2 separate regions of the Zea mays genome follow, and region 1 is linked to region 2. A link is a contact called in public Hi-C data. All regions are on one chromosome and are shown on one strand. Each heading gives the region's core, a stretch centred on a gene start, on an enhancer-like site or on the middle of the called end of the contact. The rest is flanking DNA. Distances are from core to core; before and after follow the strand shown.

Evidence for each region. Hi-C and Micro-C count contacts between places; a contact is called where the count stands out from the background.
Region 1: a contact with region 2 is called in a Hi-C map of ear, with 2.7 times the contacts expected there. The contact joins the promoter of LOC100286183 here to the promoter of LOC103650830 in region 2. A contact is called at or near these places in 2 of 25 Hi-C or Micro-C datasets (bundle sheath and ear).

Annotation. Positions count from the first base shown.
Region 1 is chr3:160,735,137-160,739,455 of Zm-B73-REFERENCE-NAM-5.0, forward strand. It overlaps LOC100286183, which reads left to right and starts at 2,647. Exons shown (of 16, transcript NM_001159071.2): 1 at 2,647-2,972; 2 at 3,143-3,342; 3 at 3,588-3,667; 4 at 3,763-3,876. The coding sequence starts at 2,830.
Region 2 is chr3:160,576,366-160,580,992 of Zm-B73-REFERENCE-NAM-5.0, forward strand. LOC103650830 (protein DEK-like) reads left to right here and starts at 1,353. Exons shown (of 11, transcript NM_001329044.1): 1 at 1,353-1,911; 2 at 2,181-2,214; 3 at 4,075-4,154; 4 at 4,229-4,288. The coding sequence starts at 1,600.

The sequences.
Region 1 (4,319 bases), core at 1,397-3,896, 160 kb after region 2:
CATATGCTACATGCACGGCGTCAAACACTGCACGTCCCTGTCGAGGGTATCTGACGTGTGCGGATTTAGCTCGGGCAAACAACAACATGCTACGTACTTGCTTCACGTCTTGTTCGGCTGCTTGAAAAGCCGCTGCAGCTGCAGATACAGTAGCTGTTCGGCTTCCATCCGGCCCTGTAGGGGCTGCAGATACAGTAGCTGTTCGGCTTTCATCCGTGGGAAAACTTAGCGTGTTGTTGCCGTAGCAGGCCAGCCGAACGGCTGCAGCCCACCAGCCGAACGGCTGGGCCTTTTTGATTCCAGCCGAAGAAGCCGAAGTAGACCAGCCGAACACGCTGTCAATTACTGCCATCGTCTGGCTTTTCTTTCGGTCGAGTTTCGAAACCAGACATGCGTTGTTCTTCTCGAACCTCGAACCCGTTTAAATTATGTCCGTGCTAAGCCCTTGCTCGGTTTGCAAAGAGTCAGAAAAGAATTGAGGGGATTAAATTGCTTTCTATTTAATTTTAACTAAAAAGGATTTAATTCACTCTAATTCCTTTAATCTCTTCCTAAGTGGGTCTCGAGAGGGTTTCATTACTTTTTATAATTTATTTAGCTTTTGGAAAATGGGATATTACCTAAAACAGTCTTAGTAATGCTAAATATGATTTTATTTTTTTAAAACAGTCTAAGTAATACTAAATACGGTTTAAAATGGTTCGTCTCATGTATAAATGTTTTTGAAACGTGTCTTGACACCAATTAGAACGTTGATAATTTTCTTGCTATACTACTAGATCTAAGGGGTGTTTGAATGCACTAGATCTAACAGTTAGCTGCTAAAATTACTTAAAGACATCTAAACAGTCTAACTAATATCTAATAGTTATGTAGAAAACTTTTAAATATGAATTTACGAAGTTTTCGGAGAAAACACTTCTCCAACATTTTTGTAAAGCAGGCCTTTAAATTTACGATCTCCATACAAAACCCAATTTCATCCATGCATTTACAAACCTTGTTGGAACTCTCTAAATCAATGTCGGTTCTAGATCCACCGGGAAAACCATATTTCGGCCACCGTTTGTGTCATCCCACCGTCCCATTGACCATAAATCCATCTCCAGTGCCACGTGGTGTCTTCATGCCGTCGTTGCGATCTTCTGGTCTTCCATCGACAACTTTGACCACCCAAGACATTATGGAAGGTTATTGATGAGTTAGCTCAATTAAAAATAGAAAGCATGCTCACTTTTTTGTTCACATGGTCAAATTTAAAAATTAGCAACCAACAAATAGAGAACTGTTGGAGCACACATTATTTTCTACTTCTTAAAGTGATTTAGCAACTTATTAAATCTGTAATTTAGGGTGCTAAATTTACATAACTATTGAAGATGCTCTTAGCTGATTAATTTCACTAGCAATTTTTTAGCTAACTATCTATTAGCTCTAGTGTATTCAAACACCCCTAAATATAATTAATTTATTTGGTTTGCCATGTCCTAGTCTATTTCTAGAATGTTGTATCAGGATGCTTTGGAGCTCATACACATTTTATCTTTACAAATCTTATCAATTATCCACCGTTTTTTAAGTTTGGAAATAATGTAAATGTCTTAAAAAAACCACTTGTAACAGGTGTAAAAATATATTTTTAATGGTTGTAAGGGTTGCAGGAGTACGATATTGATTTCAAAATTAAGGAGAAAAACAAACCGCATTTGCAATTAGGGTTGGGCAAAAATCCAGTAACCCGAAACCGGAATACTCGAACCCGAAATACCCGAAACCCGAATTTTGTTCGAGAATTTTGGGTACCAACTTGCAAAACCCGAATTTATTTCAGGTAATTGGGGTATCACAATCGGGTACCCGAAATACCCGAACTTTCATGTGTCATGTATTCATGTCATGTTTAATTATTAATTTGTACATCTATAATTATGTGTAAGTGTGCATAACTTGTGATTGTAGATTGCTTGTGTTTTATATGTCCATGTATATCATTATTCAAACTATATTTTTATACTAATTTAATAGGGTGTATGTGTTTTTATTAAGCCAACACAACAATTCGGGTAGTTTGGGAATACTCGAACCCGAACCCGAAATTCCGAGTACCCGATTTTTCGGGTATTGTAAAACCCGTTGTAATTTCGGGTATCGATTCTCGAAACCCGAAATTTAAAATACCCGAATTACCCGACCCGAAATTTTCGGGTAACCCGAACACCCACCCCTATTTGCAATCCAGGAGGTAAAACTTTTTTAGGACTAGTTTGAAAACCCATTTTTTCCAAGAGAAAATGAACTAATTTCCCTTGGGAAAATAAAAACACCGTAGAAAAATGAGGTTCCCAAACTAGTCTTTATAAGGAACATATTTATGGCTAGTTTGATAATTCAATTTTTCGAAGGAATTTCTATTTTCTCAAGAAAAAATAAACTATTTTTTTAGAAAATGAAAATACTTTGGAAAAATGGGTTCCCCGACTAGCGGGCGAAATTTTGAATGGTTTTAAGAGCTGGTGGGCGAAAATTACGTGAAGTCGCTAGAGCAAGCCCAAAGACAGCCGGCCCATCCAGTGACATTACGAAGGCTAGACAGTACGGATCGGCCCAACTCGCATCTAAACCCTAGCCCCTCACCGTTCTCAATCTCTTCTCCCTTGATCGGCACAGCCACAACCTCCTTCTCCAATACTCTCTCCCTCGCCGCCGGCCACCTCCGCCTCCTCCCACGCGCCACCTCCGCCTCCTCCCACGCGCCACCTCCGCCTCCTCCCACGCGCCACCTCCGCGACAAACCACTGAAGGAGGGAGAGGACTCGCTCATATCGTCCGATGGAGGAGGACTCGATCAAGGGGATGATCTCCGCGATATCCTGGGTGCCCAGGGGCGCCGCCAAGAGCGTGCCCGTCGTTGCCGACCCGCCCACTCAGGAGGAGATCGCCGAGGCCATGAAGACCTTCGACCTGGGCAGAGAGTGAGAGCCGCCTCCCTCCGCCCTCTGTTTCTATCCTTGCATCGCGTGCTCTACTTCCAGCAATAGTGACGAATTTTGTTTCGTTGCCGTGTGTAACCTGTCTTTCTCCATCATTAATTCTAGCGACAGTGACTTGGTTTCATTTTTCTTGCCATGTAACCTGTATCCAGCTCCGGGAGCGACGCTGACGAGGATGATGATGCTGCCACCATGGAACTCGACGGTGCGGCGGAAACGGTGGAGGAGGTTGATGAGGCTGCCCGAGCCAAGGCCGTAGCCAAGGCGCTCTGCAAGGGCTCTAGCAAGGCGGACGACGTCGCTGATGAGCTCCGCGAACTCAACATGGACGCGTACGATGATGAAGATGAAGGTGTGCGCCTTCTCTTCCATTCATCCTCCTGCTAAGGCCTTGTTCGGTTATTACCATTACACATGGATTGGATGAGATTGAAAAATTTTAAGAAGAAGTTTGATTTGCTTGGGATTTAAACCCATCCAATCCCACTCAATCCACATGGATTGAGAGAGAACCGAACAAGCCCTAATTAATTCAATCGGCCAGGTGAGCTGTGGCGAATAGGCGACTGATGATTTTTTAACCTGTGATTATGTTAGAGGTCGATATTTTCGGCTCTGGGCTGGGGGACTTGTACTATCCGAGCAACGCAATGGACCCATATCTGAAGAAGAACAATGTGAGTTCAATTCCTCTGCTGTTTTACTTTGCTTTTTGTGTACTGCTGATGGAAAGAAATGGATGCATATTGATACCCATTTTGTACCTTATTAGGAGGATGATGAGGAGGACGACGATGATGATGAGGAAATCGAAGATAAGATGATCATGCCTACTGATTTTGTTATTGTCTGTGCACATAGTGAGGACGATATCTTCTCTCTTCAGGCAAGTATCGGTTACCATATAATCTGATTTTGCTTGGGAAAAACAGCCATGATAATGCTTTTTTTCCTTGTATGAGTCGGCCTGTTTGGATCTCCTAGAGCTAACAATTAGCTGCTAAATTAGCCTAGATCCTGCTTGGATCCCCAGCTAATAGTCTGGCTAGTGCTACTACCACCTAGCTAGCTATTAGCTGATTCCCTTCAGCTAACACCGCTAATAGTTCCTTGTAGTAATAGAATATGGTATACTACCACCATCTCTTTTAGGTGACCACTGATGTATCAAGAATGAAATTATAGCATTACTAGCTCTGGCTGTAGTTAGTAAATTTGTGTTTGGAAATTGACCCCAGCATGTGCTCATAGTGTCTGTCCATGTAAAAATACAGTCTGGTCTTGTTACTTTGCATTTTTCGCCCTGGCAGAATGACTTGCCAGACTGCC
Region 2 (4,627 bases), core at 103-2,602:
GACGCGTTGAGATCCTTTTTTTGCTATCACTAGTATGCTAGGTTGCTATGTCTCATGTTTCAAGTCATTCATTGTCTTGTTTACATTATGCTAAAATTTGAATCAAGATAAGTGAAAACAGAAAGATTGAGATGAATTTGCATTTGTCACCGTATCATTGTACCAAAACTGCTTCTGCTTGCACGTTTAGAAGAACTTGAGCAATATAGTGAATGGTCGAAACTATTGATTTTAGTTCTGGTTGCATCTCTGTATAGGATACACCCGGTTGAAAAGTTAGACTTGACATGGTTACACCTGTATTGGATTGATTTTGGGAATCAAGTCACATGCGATTAGATTGAGAATTTTTTAGTGATTCACGTTCACCTTCTCTCGCCGTTTTTCCGATCCTTTAATTGTCATGTCATTTTTTTTCTTAGACACACCACTCCGCTATTTATTGATTATTAGGAGAGTAGAAATTTTATACGCTTTCGGGCAGGTTAAGGAGACAAATAAATTTACCACTAGTCTCGTATATAAATATGCTATCCTCTGCTAGCAATCAGTATCCACGTTCTGATCTGCGACTTTTATGGGTAAACTCGAATCGAAACAAATTCCATGAAAATCGAGCTGTGGCCGTAAGGGCCCATATCCTGACGTGATTGCCTTACTGGGCCCGAGGTTTGAGAGCCCATTGGGAGGCACAGCCTAACGGGCCTGTTCGCGTAGTATCATTCGACCAAATCCAAATGAAATAGGAGTCCAAGCACACAAAGTTTGGCGGGCGGGATCTGAAAGTTGCGCGCGTGCCAAATTGGCTCGTCGACTCGACCTGCACCGTGCCGTCCCAAAAAATTTGAACCGCCGCAAGGTCGCGCCCCGGCGCCGCATGAATTTGCCATTTTCGCTTGCCGCCCAAGGTACAGAGGCTCAGGAGCCCTGCCCTGTGGTCCCGCCCATGGCTAGTTACCATTCGCCCCCCTCCCCCTGGGTGGCCTGAACGATGTTTGGCCAAATAGTTTTGTTTCGTAAAAAAGAAGTATTAAAACGCTGTCTGGGTTCTCACTCACATTACAAGTATGAAAGCGTAGCGTGTGTATTAGCAATAATAATAATAATGGCAGCGAATCGAGGTCTCTGACGAGCACGACGGATGCATACTGCACACGTGTGTTCGCGAGAAACTGGCGAACTGCAAGTTAGATGAGAATTTGGAAGTTTTGTCTCAGCTTCAGGCAAAAAAACAAAATGACCCAAATGGGGCAAAACGGCAGAAAAAGGGCAAAACGGTAAAACTGCAAAACCGCGCGCGAAAAGAAATCGGTTCCGGCGGGACAGGCAGGCGCGCGCGCGCGCGCTCCGATCCAATCCGCCCGCCCCGCTCCCGCGCGAGATCCATCCATCCCGATCCCATCGCGTCACACGTCACCTTGCCATTTATCAGCACACGCGGTTAGCCGCCCTCTCAAGCTCGCTCGTCGCTCGCTCCCCTGCCCCGCGTCCGCCCCGCCTCCTGAAAATTCCCCCTTTTTTCCTACTTCCCGTCCCACGGCTCCTACGCCCCGCGGGCCCAAAAACCCTAGCCGGCTAATCCAATCCTGCTTCCCGCCCATGGCCTCCGCGGACGCTGCCAAGCCCGCGTCCCCGCCCGCCGCGGATCCGCCCGTCGACGACCCCATGGACGCCGACCCCGCGCCCCCCGCGGGGGAGGAGGAGCAGGCCACGCCGCAGAAGCAGCAGCCGGAGAAGAAGCGGGGCGGCCGGAGGAAGAAGGGCGAGGCGGCGGAGAAGACGCCGCCGTCGTCCAAGAAGTCGGCGGGCCCCACGGTGGAGCGCCCGTCCAGGGAGAGGAAGACGGTCGAGAGGTACGCGGAGCTCGCGCCGCGCGCCACACCCGCCAAAAAGTCCCCCGCTATTCTCCAGGTGAGCCTTGGTGACTCTTCCCTTTCTCCCTCTCCCTTTCTCGCTCGGGCGTGTCGCACCCGCCCCTGATCTCTTGTTTTCCCGCGGCTCCCGTCCCGGCTGCTGTCGTACTAGCTGAATGCTAAAAATAGCTACGTTTAAGGATGTTTCGCCTCCTGGAACTGAACACGCACTTTTCCATGCTACTAGCACTACCGTCTGTGACTCTGCTTCTGATACGAAGATTTGCTTGTTTTTTCCTCAACAATTTTCCCGCTTTTGTGCTGCAGGGTTCTGGAACGAAGCTCAAGGACATACCCAATGGTAAGCTGAGGCTCTTCAAACGTGTTCCTTTCTTTTTGTCCCACTGGAGCGATCTATCTGCTTGCCTGTGCCATTTCATTGAGTGTTAACCGACTCTACAAGATCTACATAGCTAGGTCTTTGTCTGACAATGGTTAATGCTCTGTCCGCTCAGGGGTCAAAATAGTTTCGAAAAAACATTCTTTTGGACAGTACGGTTAGTCTCCCGAGGGACCTGTTTGCCTCGTTTTTATGGCTATGATGTGATCTTTGACACTGTAGAGTTTTCTAGAATAAAACTGGTTCTGCTAGATATCTGACGCTGAAGCCAAAGCTATTAGTTTGGGGATGGACCCCCTAACGAGGAGAATGCAAACTTTGATATTCTTGTGCAACATGACCTGCTAAACAAGGACATATCCAATTTGAGCATGGCTTGGCTTTATACTTTTCTTATAGGTGCTGGCTCTTCCTTGAACTTATCATCGGTGGCTTTATAGGAATAAAAACTCGTGGTGTGGCTTCAATAACTTGCAGTACATTTCACAAGTTTATTCCCATAGGTTGTAGCAGACAACGTGCTGCTCTGTCCAACATGATAAGTTCTGTAGGGCATCAGCTGTGGTGAGTTGATGCTTGAGAGAGAAGGTTGTCCACATGAGGTTCCACATGAGCCTTTCCTTGCACTGAACTTAGCTATGTGTGATCCATGTGCAAAGAACAAAAATATCGTGATGTCTTTCAAAGAATCGCTTCCTCTAGTGAGGATGATCTGATTCATTAGATCCATGTTGGACCATTCACTGGCCATTGGAGAAACACTTAAAGGGCTTGTTTGGGAGCAAGTGGAATGGATGGGTTTGAGGGGGCTAGAATCCCTCACTATTCAATTTTGAATAATGAGGGATTCTGGCCCCCTCAAACCCATGTTACCCATCCATTCCCATTGCTTCCAAACAAGCCCTAAAGCTTAAATGCTGCATAAAAATAAATATTAGACTGGCACCAGCTATTCCATAAAGATAACTTCTAATGTCACAACTCACAAGTAGCTTGTGAGTGCCAATTATGTGGGTATCCTTGTGTAACAGTGTTTACAATCCTGTTGTTTCTTACAAAAACTGTTTACAATTCTGTCATTTAGGATCAACGTTTTCTTATCAGTTGATCGTTGCTGGTCGCCAGAGGGCTGATCAGCCGATCTAATTGATTAATTGAACGATCTGATTAATCGGTTTCTTCAACCATATGGAAGGGAGGCACCAGTGGAGAGTTGTGTCGGCCGGGAATGGAGGCGTGCTGGTGTTGTGCTGGCATGGAAGGGAAGCGTGCTGGAGTTGTGTTGGCGAGGAAGGGAGGTCCGTGCAGAGGAGAGAGAACCACGAGGGACTGAGGGAGTTGTTGGCTTGCTGCCAATGGGGAAGGGAAGCGTGAGCTTGCTTGATTGGGCCTGAATGACTGGGTAAAAAAAGTGACCGTCCATGATATAATTGTACAATTAATCGTGACTAATCCACGATTAGTCAGACGATCAGTTTTCTAATCGTTCTAATCACGTTGTTAAGCCTAATTGAGTGTGCAGTTCTGACCACCTGATTAATTGTCAATTAATCTTGATTAATCGGACGATCAGAAAACATGGTTTAGGAAAGATTGTTGCACAACTTTTGAGTGCTCTATTCTACATGATGGAATTGTCCCATTATCATAATCACTGATTATCCTGTTTGTTGAAAAACTATGTTGATATTCTGGACAGAAAAGGTGAAAAGAGAATTGCATTGGATAAAAGGAAACATCTTACAAGCACCTCTTTCTTTTTCATTGGTGCTTTATTATATGTTAGGTTCTTAGTCTGTATTATTGTCTGTGCAATACCAGTTTCATTTAAACTATCAAAGAGAAAGGTGGATGAGAATCTCCAGAGCCTCCATACTGTATTGTATGGGAGAAAATCAAATGTAAGTCTTCCGCGCCTTCTGTAGCTCCAGTATTGTTTATTTCATTTACTTTAAGCTGTGTTGATTTTCTGCAGAACCATTTTCTGAAGAGAAACATATCTCAATTTTCTGGGTTTGTTTGGACAGACAATCAAGTAAGTTTTTCCATGACAGAACCATATTATGTAAAAGAAGTTTTTCCTCATGTTATGTGCAGCTCCATTATTAGTGTATCACCTCTTAGTAAGCAACTGTTTGCTGTAATACTGTACTAGCCTAATGCCTGTAATGAACCAACACATAATGCTTTAGTTAGTTGCCAATTTTATTTCTTATAGTTTCAATTGTGGTTATCTCATGTATATTCTGTACTAGTCCAATCCTGACACTCTTGTTAGCTTTGTTATACTTTTTGAATGACCTGATCTTTTTTTATGTAACTGTGCTTGGATTATGTAGGCTTTGTTTGTTGTTGGTCATGTTTGCCCTGACTG